2 separate regions of the Mus musculus genome follow, and region 2 is linked to region 1. Evidence: chromatin contacts called from public HiChIP or PLAC-seq data. All regions are on one chromosome and are shown on one strand. The core of a region is the stretch at or near the end of the contact, and the rest is flanking DNA. Distances in the headings are between cores, read along the strand shown. Region 1 holds the start of Zfp647 (zinc finger protein 647). Region 2 holds the start of Pdxp (pyridoxal (pyridoxine, vitamin B6) phosphatase).

Region 1 (6,073 bases), core at 1,163-3,662:
CTGAGTCTCCTCTCCAGCCTCCCTGACTCCATGTTTAATGGAGGCGTTAGCCTCAGACTGCCTTCTCTTTGTGAGCCCACATGTAGACCAGAAAGCCTTTTCTGATAAGAAAGCCTGGGCGCTCTTCCTTTGGCTTTCCTAACCAGTGAAGCCATAAGACCCTCTGGTCCAGTCTTAGAAACAGCCGTGCAGATGGTTGTTTTAGTTGGCTGCCATTGCTTTGACAAGCGCATGGCAAAGGAAACTTAAAAAGGGTTTCCTGTGGTTCAAAGGCCAGGTACAGTCCACGATGGTGGGAAGATGTATGCATGCGTTTGAGGCAGCTGGTCACATTGCATCTGCAGTCGCAGAGAGGACAGCCATGCATGCTCAGACTCGGTTCAGCCCTCCTCATTCAGTCAAGAATCTAACTCATGAAACACATTTAGGGCGGGTCAGCCCACCTCAACTTAATCTAGGCAATTCCTTACAGACATGCCCAGAGATTGGTTCCCATGAAGGCGAGAAGATCAGCCATCAGACTACCTTAGTCAAGGTCTCTTTGTTCTTTCAAGCAATTTTGGACCCATGTAGAGAGAGACATGCCTGACTCTCCCCAGAGAGCTCAACTGTATCAATGATGTATATATCCATACCCTCCAAAATATTTTTAGCCCCCCCCCCTTCCCTCATGTCTCGTGGACATCCGTGGCCTCTCTATATTGTGACTGCTTTAAAACTAGCTGCCTCGGGGACTGGTGAGATGGCTCAGTGGTTACGAGATCTGACACTCTCTTCTGGTGTGTCTGAAGACAGCTACAGTGTACTTATATATAATAAATAATAAATCTTTAAAAAAAAAAAAAACAGCCAGGCACTTGGGAGGCAGAGGCAGGTGGATTTCTGAGTTCGAGGTCAGCCTGGTCTACAAAGTGAGTTCCAGGACAGCCAGTGATATACAGAGAAATCCTGTCTCGAAAAAACAAAAACAAAAAAACCTGGCCCCCTCTGGGGCACACACACTTTAAAAATCCAAGAACAAAAACCTGGAGGCTCCATCACCCTGATCCACAAGAGCTGTTCTTGCTCCCTATCTCCCAGACATTTCCTCCTCCAGCCCCATGCTTTGTGTGTAGCCTCAGCTGTCCTGGAATTTGTTCTATAGACCAGGCTGGCCCCAAACTCACAGAGATTGGCCCTCTGACTCTGCCTCTGCCTCCTCTGCCTCTGCCAGTATTTTGTAACAGAAGACACGTAACCACTACAATTAGAGAAATAAAAATTGAAGCCATAACGGAGGGTAGGATCGAGTGCTACTGAGATACTATATGCTTATACTAGAGTCCCTGACTTTAATTTCCAGCAGAGAATATGTGTGCATACAGGGCCACTAAGGGTCAGTCTGAGGAGCTGCGCACCACGGTATTTTGTTGTTTTATCTTTTGAAAGGGCTTCTCAACAGGTCAGAACCTGAAGCTTGCCAGTGACTCTAGACTGGCTGGCCAGAGAGCCCTACACAGCTCGGCCTTGTTCCGCCTCCCCTGTGCTGGGGTTCTAAGCAAGCACTATTACACCCAGCCTTTTCACATGGATACGAGTGATTAAACTCAGCCTCGTGCACGTTTGTCAAACACCCAGTCTGTTGTACATTCCTCTAGCCCTGGAATAACTCAATTTTTTTTAAAGATTTATTTCATGTATGTGAGTACACTGTAGTTGTCTTCAGACACACCAGCAGAGGGCATCAGATCCCATTACAGATGGTTGTGAGCCACCATGAGGTTGCTGGGAATTGAACTCAGGACCTCTAGAAGAGCAGTTAATGCTCTTAACCGCTGAGCCTCTCTCCAGCCCCGAATAACTAAATTTCTAAAAGCCTGCTTACACCAAGTGTGGGCAAATACAAACAACAATTGGAACTGTCATACACTGCTAGTCTAGGGAATGTGTTGATGAGGACACAAGACAGACTGGCCGTCCCTTAAGAAGTTGAACACACACTACACTGTAAACTAAACCCAAGCAGCCCGAGTCAGCCTGATGGGTCTCGAGACCAGTGGTCCAGGCTGCCTGGCCACCAGGGAAATCGCTAGAGGGCAAGCACAGATCTTGGCGGAAGTGACCGAAGGCCCTCGGGAGAAGAGGGGCGGCAGGGAGGGGGCGAGGCCGGGAGGCACTCGGATTTGTAGGGACTGCGGCCGCCGCTTCCGCTACAGCCTCAAAGAGCAGGCGCGGTCCGGGTCAGCACGCGGTCTCTCTAGGCACAGCGGAGGCCTACGCTCTCGGTGGCCCCGGGGCGCAGGGCATCAAGTCCTGCAAGAAGAGCTGGAGGCGGACGGCCATCCGATCCTCCCGCGTCCCGGTCCGGGACTTGGGGTGGGGGTTGGGGGTGGGGACCTAGGGGCGGGGTCCCCTGAGATTGACGACTGCGCAGACGGGGCGGGACGGCCCCTTTGTCTTAGGGAGCCGAAGCTGCCGCCACAGGGCGAGAGGTTGCGGCAGATGGTGAGTGGCGCTCTGTCGGCTGCGCGGGACCCTCTCCTTCATCCGCACCCAAAGCTCCGCGCCCTCGCGTATGCCAGCCCTTCCCCCCGATGGATGGCTGCGGCCGGGCTGCTGACCCAGGCTGCACCCTCCGGTCCCTCGAACCCTCCAGGCCCCTCCCCGGGACCCTTCGCGGTGGCTCCCGCTAGCCCGGTCCGGAGTTCAGACGGTTCTGATGTGCATACGGTTTCCTACTGGTTGGTTAATTTGGTTTGGCTTGGGCAGTGGATGAGGTTTTGTCTGGTGAAATAACCGCGTCCCAGACTGCCCTGGAAGTCCTGGGTTCGCACGATCCTCTCCCATAACCCGGACTACAGTCAGGGCCACCATACAGCATTTTAAGTCCCATGCATCCTCAGCAGCGAAGGACATTTCTTGTCAAACTGAAGGTGCTCCGCTCTGCTCCCCATTAGCCCAGCTTCTTCTTGGATTTGTTTTATTTTTCTGCTGTTGCTCTCTTGTTACTTTGCAAAGGCCCCTTTTAATGGATGACAACTTCTCTAACGTGGCATTTTCTTGTTTAATTTTTTTATATGTATTTATGTGCTTTGCCTGCGTGTGTATCTGTACTGTATATCATGTGCATGCCTGGTGCCAACGGAGGCCAGAAGAGGGCATCGGGTTCCCTGGAATTGGCTGTGAGCCGCCATGTGGGTGCTGGGAATCAAGTGTGGGTCCTAGACGGGGGAAAAAAACGTGTGCTCTTAACCGCTGAGCCATCCCTCCAGCCTCCACATGTATGGCTCAGTTAGACACCTGAATCTGGATGTGCTGATGAGTGCTGCCATCCCCATCTCTGCCGCTTAGTAGCTTACTTGGTGAGTTCCAGGCCAGTAAGAGACCGTATTTCCCCGCCCCCGCCCCCCCCCCCCCCAATGGTGAAAGGTTTCTAAGGAATAACACCTAAGGTTGTCTGCTGGCCTCTATGTGCTTGCTGATGTGTAGGTACGCACGCACACACAGGAAAATTGTATACAATAATAGCTCCCTTGTATGTGGGCGATGAAGTATGGGCACAGCTGTATTCTCTAAGGCCAGAGAAGGACATTGGATGTCATGCCCACTGGCCCATCTCCCCAGCCCACAGTAGTTCTTTTAAATGTTACTCTGCCTAGCATCCTGACATAGTGAATGCATAGTGACACTAGAAGCAGTTTCCTGTGGAGCTCTCTAGAATGATTGGAATCAGGCACTCCTACTAATGCGTGTGGACATTCCTGTCACTAACATAAAAGGAAGGTTCCCCTGAGCTCCACTATAGAGATACTTAAAGCTGGGTGGACATTAGTTCTGATATTTTGCACACTGGGGATTTCCTTGTAGGGGACACAGAGAAGTGGAATGGGACTAACAGGTTAGAGCTAATAAGCCACCTTACCACCATATAGGTGACCAGTCCCTGGGGCTTTCTTGCCATACAGATGTTTCAATTTCCACCTCTGCGTTTGTCTTTTAGCTGTTTGCATTCCTGGTCAGATTGACCACCAGCTTGTATTCTTTTTCTGTATGTTAAAAACACACTTCCCTATGGGTTTTTTTTTTTTTTTTTTTTTTGCTTTCTTGTTTGTTTGTCTGTTTTTTACTCCATTGAGAAAGTGTCTTCTTTGATTTTATTTACTTATTTTACAACTAGAAGGATCTTGGTATTGGTTTTGTTTTATGGGCAAAATATTTCCCATTACAGTATTTTGGCTTCTTGCTGTGTTTTAAGGGGCTTCCTTACTTCAAGATTATTTTTCTAAATAATCCGATTTTGTCTGGTACTTGTAGAGTACTGATTCTATATGGAATTTATGTAGATAAGGGATGAAATTAGAATCCAGCTTCTCTCCTCTCCCCCTCAATCGTCCCCACTAACAGTATCTGTTGGATACTTTATCTTTTTGCTTACTTGAAAACGCACCGGTGTCTTACACTAAATTCTTCCCTGTGCTCGGGCCTATTTGGGGAGGAATCTTGTGGTTCTCAGATGTGTCTATTTTATTTTGTGTGTACAGATGTTTTGCTTGTGTGCATGTCTATGTACCACATGTGTACAGTTCCTGAGGAGACCAGCAGAGGGCGTCAGATATCCTGGAACTGGAGTGACAGATGGCTGTGAGCCTCCATGTAGGTGCTGGGAATTGAACCCAGAGTCTCTAGAAGGACAGCCATTGTCTCTGCCCCTATTTTGGGAGTTTCAGGTGGTTTTGATGTGCATAAGGGTTTTTTGTTCAGTTGTGTGGTTGGTTGCTAGCTTTTTGAGACAGGGTTTCTCTGTGTAGCCTTGGCTAGCCTGGAAGACATCTATCTCTGTAGAGATAGATGTCTGGTGTCAAACTCACAGAGATTCACCTGTTTCTGCTTCCCAAGTGCTGGGGTTAAAGGCGTGTGCCACTACTGCCCAGCATACATTAGGTTTCTTATTGGTTGGTTAATTTGGTTGGTTAATTTGGTTGGACTTGAGGTGTGGATGTGGAGTTTTGTTTGGTGAACTCACCCAGTCTTTTTTTTTTTTTTTAAGATTTATTTATTTATTATATGTAAGTACACTGTAGCTGTCTTCAGACACTCCAGAAGAGGGCATCAGATTTCATTACAGATGGTTGTGAGCCACCATGTGGTTGCTGGGATTTGAACTTGGGACCTTCGGAAGAGCAGTCGGCGCTCTTAACCACTGAGCCATCTCGCCAGCCCTCACCCAGTCTTTAAAACAAAAATAGATTTGTTTAGTATACCACAAAGTGCACAGGAACACGGCAGATAGAGAACTGCCTGAGTATACTGTGGGCTGTGGGCTGCCAGACTGGTCAGGGATGGTCATGGGTAGAGAGGGTAAGTCACTTTGTCTGCAGCTTCTCGCTATGCAAACGAGGGCAATTCTGGTATGCAGTTTCAGGTCATTCTCTTTGGCTTTTGTTCCATGGTGGAGCTGTGGCTTTTTGGCCTGAAGATGCTCTCTGGTCCAGGCGTGTATTGGAAATCCATTCCCTTTCTGGTCTGTCTCCCACGCAGACTTTCCCCCACAGTGTGTGCCTGATTTCCTTTGAGACATGATTCCTGGGTGGCCCCTGCTGACCTGGAGCTCTTAAGATCCTCCTGCCTCAGCCTCCTCGGTTCTGGGATTACAGGTTTCAGCCTCCATGTACAGCTTGATGTGTCTTCTTTGTCATTTTTTAAAAATCTCAAAATCTTTTGTCTTGGACCCACTTTGTGGCATTTTATTGAGGATTGTGTAAAGATTTAATTTTAATATTTAGCAAAATACTTAAGCACTTAGTTAATCATCTGTTTTTCTAGCAATTTTGAGTCTCTCCCCGAACAAGCAACTGTGCTCATTTCTGTCCCTGAACTGTTTATTCTTCTCCTGCTTCTTTTCCTTTTTGCTTGGTTGGTTGGGTTTTTTGTTTATTTGAGACAGAATCTTCCTATGTAACTTAGTCCTAAAGCCACCAAGATCTTTTATAAAAACGTTGATTGGTGGATAGGATGTGGTAGCACATGACCTTAATCCCTGGCACTCAGGGGGCAGAGGCAGGTGGATCTCTGAGTTTGAGGCCAGCCTGGTCTA
Region 2 (5,793 bases), core at 2,634-5,133, 2.0 Mb before region 1:
AGCCCGCTGCCTGGAATGCAGCAGGGCACAGAAATGTCCACACCTCTGACCTAGTCAGCCTTGCAGGGGAAAATGATCCCCCAGAGAAAACTCCAGACAGACAAAAAGCTACACCCTCAAAGATGTCGGCGGCCACAGTAAGCGCAGGACGTAAGGAGAGCTGGGGAAGAAGCCAGGGAGTCTAACAACAAGAGGCCTGTTAAGGTGCTGTCTCCCAGCCAGCACCGATCTCCTGGCACAATGCGTCTCCTATTCCTGCCCACTGGCGTGACCGCGTGCCAGTGCATTCTGCCTTTACACCAACACCCACAACTAAACGAAGAGAAGCGGCACCATTTACGCAAGTGTACTAAGAAGCCCATTTCACAGATGAGAAAGCTGAGGCCCTGTGACATTAAGAAATCTGCCCAGAGCCGGGCAGTGGTGGCGCACGCCTTTAATCCCAGCACTTGGGAAGCAGAGGCAGGTAGATTTCTGAGTTCGAGGCCAGCCTGGTCTACAAAGTGAGTTCCAGGACAGCCAGGGCTGCACAGAGAAACCCTGTCTCAAAAAAACCTAAAACAAAACAAAAAAAAAAATCTTCCGAGAGCTGAGCTTCCTTGGCGTGTTGGTTTGAATGTGTTTATCCACATAGTCTTGATCACTTGAATATATGGTCCTCAGTTGGTGGTGGTGGTTTGGACAGTGTAAGAGACTTCGCTCTGCCAGAGGAAGTGCACTAGTAGAGACAAGCTTTGAAGTTTCAAAGCTTCCCACCATCCCCAGGGTTTGCTCTCAGCTTCCTGCTGGTCGTTCACAATTCGAGCTTCCAACTTGCTGTCCCAGCCACCGAGGCCACCACTTCTGTTCCCCGCCACTGAGTCCTCTCCCTCTGGAACCATAAGCTCCCAGTAAACCCTTCTTTCTGTAAGCTGCCCTGGTCATGGTGCTTTATCACAGAGAAGGAACTAACATTGAGAGCGGCATAAAGACCCACACCAAGGAGGCTCAGTGAGAGGCCTCCCCGGGCTACACAGTGAGATCCTGTCTCGAAATGACCACCACCACCACCACTAATGAATTATTCACAAGTACCATGCTCCGAAAACTCGCCACGCCCACTAAGTTTGCTGCGTTCTTGAGGTGGCTGTGGCAATTCCATACCAATGTTTCCCAGGCTGCTGGCAGCACTCCAGCCACCAAACACCATCTGGGGATACAAGACAAGGCCTTCCCTCTCCATGGACATTTCTTACTATAACCCAGCCTGACCCAAACACTCTGTGCCTCCTCTTTCCACTCTCATAGGTACATCACTGGGCTACAGCAGCAGAGCAGGCAGGGCCGGCAGGGAGGAGTTGCTCCATCCACCAGGACACAGGCAGAGAATCCGAGCCTCATCCTGGGAGGTGGCAGTGAACCTTTAATCCCAGCAGGGGGTGGGGGGAGGCTGAGACCCTGCCTCAAAAACACAAAAGTAAACAAAAGGATTGTCCCCCCCAGCTCTTCAGTCTGTTCATTTCCCAGCTCCCTGGGTGGGCAGAGCTGGTTCCTCTTGGCCCCATGCCTCCTGCCAGTCCAGCTACGTGCCTAACAGTCAACATGATCCCAGTAGGGGAGCCCATGAATGTAACACCTAACTCAAGGCTGCTGTGTGTCATGGCATATTCCTGCAGGGTGGCCCCGTCTACCTGCCAGCTCAAGTGGCCGCCCTGTGACAAACAAGCACAGTTTCACAGGCCTGTGATGACCGGGAGGTGGGCATGTGTGTGTGTGTGTGTGTCTCCACGTTATTTCAGATCCAATACATAATCGAGTCCTTTAATGACTGTTTATCTACCCCCCCCCCCCTGCTCCTGGGCTACTGCGCACAGCTACCAGGCATTTGTTAATCAATGCGAGGAAGCTACATCACTCATCACTCGCAAACGCGGCTGCAAGCCTGTTGTGTAAAGCTCTGTCTCCCCCTCTAGGCAGTAGGAGGAACTGGCAGGTTGAATAGATGGGTAAGCAGACAGGAGAAGCCAGGAGGGTTCCTGCAGAGGTCAGGGGCTAGGTCCTGTCTCTCCCAAGCTCCTCAGACCACCCTTCAAGGGACCCTGGAGAAGCCCTTGCCCCAGAGCTTCAACCCAAGCTTTTTGGGAAATCGGACTCGATAGTAACAAGATGGGGGAAAAAAGGCTGCTACAGCTGTGACCTCTAGATTTGTGGGGAGAAGGTTCATGTATGAGGTGAGGGTAGGTCTCAGGCAGAGCCAGGAAAGGCCCAGACAGTAACTTCCTTTTTCGGCTACACCAGCCTGACGGTATGCCTCCTCCGGGAAGGCTTCCCAGATCCTCTCCACAGGCATCCATTTCACTGCCCCATCTCGAACCCGTGACTCCCTCACTTCCTGCAATACCACCCTGCAGAACCCCTGAATTTGGTATCAAGGACTATGTGAGCCAAAGGCTAGCAGAAGAGAGTGGCAGAGATATGTCCATGTCTCATCTGGAGGAACCAAACCTGTCTATAGCCATTCATCACTATCTGGTAAGTCTCTGATCCCTCCATCTCTTGGGGCTCATGCCAGAGGTCAGCGCTTCTGTTTAGGTACAGGCCTGAACAGCCTGGACTGCTCTTGGATGGGTGGATGGATGGATGGGGGGTCCCCAAAGGCCAAGTCAGGTTCCCCTGCTCTATGCTGTGTGTTCCCTGGCAGCTCACCTCCCTTAAGTACCAATTTCTTTAACTGTGAAATGGGCCAAAACTCTTATTTTTGAACTAATCTGGAAAGGAAATGAAGGCACCATTAAGGAGCTTCAGGAAGCTATTAATAAACTAGAGGGCTGGGTTCAAAAGCCTGGGGATAACCGACATGGTAAAGAACCCCACTGGAAACCAGGTTCCGAGGTTATGTAACTCACAGGGTTAACCAAACAGGGCCAGAACTGGAACTGAGGTCAAGCTCCACTACCTTCCAGTCTCCCCACTGGCCTAAGGTCAAGCTCCACTACCCCCTAGTTTCCCCACTACCCTGATTCTGGATGCGCGGATCCAGCTCTCCACCGGCATCATCCTTCCAGACCGCTTCGACAAACCCTCCTGCAAAGTGGGTGGGGCCAATGACAAAAGCCCAAGAGGCCGGTTCCAAATCTGTATCCCACCTGCAATTCCCTGAGCTACAGTGAGCCTAAGGTGGCTCGTGTGTCAAACTGGTCCTCGGCCACTATCCGACAGGCGGCAGCTGCAGGAATTCCGAAAAGCGCGTCAGGTCCCAGCACACATCCCCGCGCCCAGTCCCGTGCTCACCGGGGGTCCGGCTTCCGTCGCTGAGCGGGTGCCAAGGGTCGCGATCGGTGGCCACGAGCAGGCAGTCGGGGTCGCGCAGGTGCGCGCACGCCTCGGTCAACCTGGAGAAGGAAAACTGCTCGTCGTAGCCTACGAGCACGGCGCGCACGCGCGGGTCCTCGCCGGGGTCCCCCGCCAGGCGCAGCCCCGCGGCGCGCAGCTCAGCGCGCAGCCCCTCGCCTCCCAGCACGAACACTGCGCCCGATGCGTCGGGCGGCCCGGACAGCCGCTGGCGCAGGAGGCGCGCGGCACACAGCGCGGAGCTGAAGAGCTGCTCGGCGCGCAGCCCCGCGAAGCCCAGGCGGGCGAAGCGCAGCGCCAGCTCGGGCCGCGCGCGCCGGCTGTTGTTGCTCACGAACAGCGTGTTCTTGCCGGCCCGCGCCAGCCGCTGCAGCAGCTCAGGGGCGCCCGGCACGATGCGTTCGCCGTTCCACAGCACTCCGTCGCAGTCGAACAGGACTCCCTGCGCCTGGCCCAGCACGTCGCGCAGGGCCGCGCCGCGCAGCCGCTCGCAGCGCGCCATGCAGCCGGCTGGCCGCTCGCACGCGCGCGCTGCGCTCCCTCCGTGGACAAGGGGCAGCTTCACCAATTGGCGCGCAGAACGGGGAGGAGGCGGGGCTACGAACACAGGCTTCAGCCAATAGCGACTAGAATTTAGTCGAAGGTGCTGGCCGATCCCGAAGGAGCTCGGAGAAAGGGGCGGGACCGCGGGCGCCACTAGAAGGAGGCGACCAATGAAGAGACAGCCTGGTCTGCAGCGAATCGCCGTGCGCTTCCCAGCCAATTAAAAACGTAGGCCAGATGGTTGCTAGGAGAAAAACAGAGGCTGAGAGAGATGTTGTCTTCGGGCCACATCTTGTTGCCCTCGGAACCATTGAGGCTCATTAGAAACATGTGGATGTGATGGAGCCAGGGCTCCATCACCCGTGACTTCGCAAGCTGGCCTGGGCTCTTAGACCTGGTCAGTGATCCTTCTGGTCATCTGACTGTGCTGTGGAGTCTCCTGGGGAACTTGTTTTTTTTTTTTGTTGTTGTTGTTGTATAATTTCCGTTTAGTAAGATGTATACTTTATAGTTCGATGGCTTTAGATAAATGATTTTTAAAACACAGGTACAGGTCAGTGGAATGGTTCAGCAGATGATGGCAGTTTGCTGTCAAGGCTGAGGACCCGAGTTCCTTCTTCAGAAACCTCACGGTGGAGAGAACATACTCCTTCCAGTTGTTTTCTGACCTCCACACACACATCCACACAGATGAATGTTAAAACGTTCTAGCCGGGCGATGCGAACACATACATTTAATCCCAGCACTCAGAATCAGAGGTAGGAAGAGCTCTGATTTCCAAGCCAGCCTAGTCTACAGAGCAAGTACTAGGACCAAGGGTATTCAGAGAACCCTGTCTCAAAAAACAAAAAAACAAAACAAAAAAAAAACCCAATAAATAAATAAATAGATAATCAAACACATGGCTGTAAGACAGGAACCCAGAGATCTGATTTCATGTTTTATGTGTGTGGGGGCACTAGGCACTATTTTGATGGCCAGGCCCAATTGGTAACCCATTTTATTGATGGGGTGATCCCAACTGCCTAGGTCTCCATTTTGTAGACGGAAACCTTTTAATCTGTCAAGCCTTTGAATAACCAGTAATTCAAAGTATGGGGACCAGGGATGAACAGGGATCTGTACTGTCACAATATTTTGGTTCTAAGCAGAACTGTAGCTGTCTAACCCAGAGCAACTGAAGGGAAGAGACCGAAGAAAAACCGTGCCTTTGAGGCCCAACTATTTTCTGTTCTTTGTGCCTTTTGTAATGGGTTTCTTAGCCTAGAAGACCATAGACAGCATGCCCCTGCCTCCACTCGGTTACTAAATTGGGCTTCCAGATGCACTGACCCACTTCTGCCAGCCCACTCCCAAAAGACCCTCAGGTGTAGAGCTGAAAGGAGCGTTAGCCTGGGACTACACAGAGCAACTCAGGGAAGGCCATGGATAGCTCAATCCCTGCTCTCGAGAAAACTGTGTGTTTATGTGTGTGTGCGCACACACACGGGCGTGTTGGTCTTCAGAACACAGACTGGGTGGAACTGCTAGACTGTCTCAGAAGAGAAACCCATGATCCTGAGAGGCTGTGCAAACGGGGCCCTGGGTGGGAGGAAGACCTAGGCGAACGCTAATCTCAAACACTTCATCTCAGGCCCAGGCATCGCTGGCCAGTCCCTTCTCATGGCTTCGGAAACTTCACCTGCAGGTGGCACTCTTATCTGGGTGAGAAACTAGCATGTGGGAACCATACTCAAGACAAGCAGCTCCGAGAAACCGCCAAGCACAGGGCTCTTCAAATCAGGAAGGCAACAGATACCCCACTGGTCCCCTTTCCTCCTTATGGGGGGCAGATTCTGTATCCCCAGGAGAGGAAGTTTTCGTTTGGCCAGTTACTCCTGTTTTGTTCAAAATAATTTATTTACGAGCCTTACAAAAAT

The links. HiChIP or PLAC-seq counts read pairs in DNA pulled down with a chosen protein or histone mark.
Region 2: a contact with region 1 is called in a FOXA1 HiChIP or PLAC-seq map of pancreatic cancer cells. The contact joins the promoter of Pdxp here to the promoter of Zfp647 in region 1.

The regions. Positions count from the first base shown.
Region 1 is chr15:76,921,787-76,927,859 of GRCm38.p6, reverse strand. Zfp647 (zinc finger protein 647) reads left to right here and starts at 2,412. Exons shown (of 5, transcript NM_172817.3): 1 at 2,412-2,484.
Region 2 is chr15:78,912,009-78,917,801 of GRCm38.p6, reverse strand. Pdxp (pyridoxal (pyridoxine, vitamin B6) phosphatase) reads right to left here and starts at 3,883. Exons shown (of 2, transcript NM_020271.3): 1 at 3,271-3,883. The coding sequence starts at 3,832. It overlaps Gm30368 (a long non-coding RNA gene), which reads left to right. Exons shown (of 6, transcript XR_003951546.1): 5 at 1-2,511; 6 at 5,508-5,598. It overlaps Sh3bp1 (SH3-domain binding protein 1), which reads right to left. Exons shown (of 18, transcript NM_001316684.1): 18 at 5,750-5,793.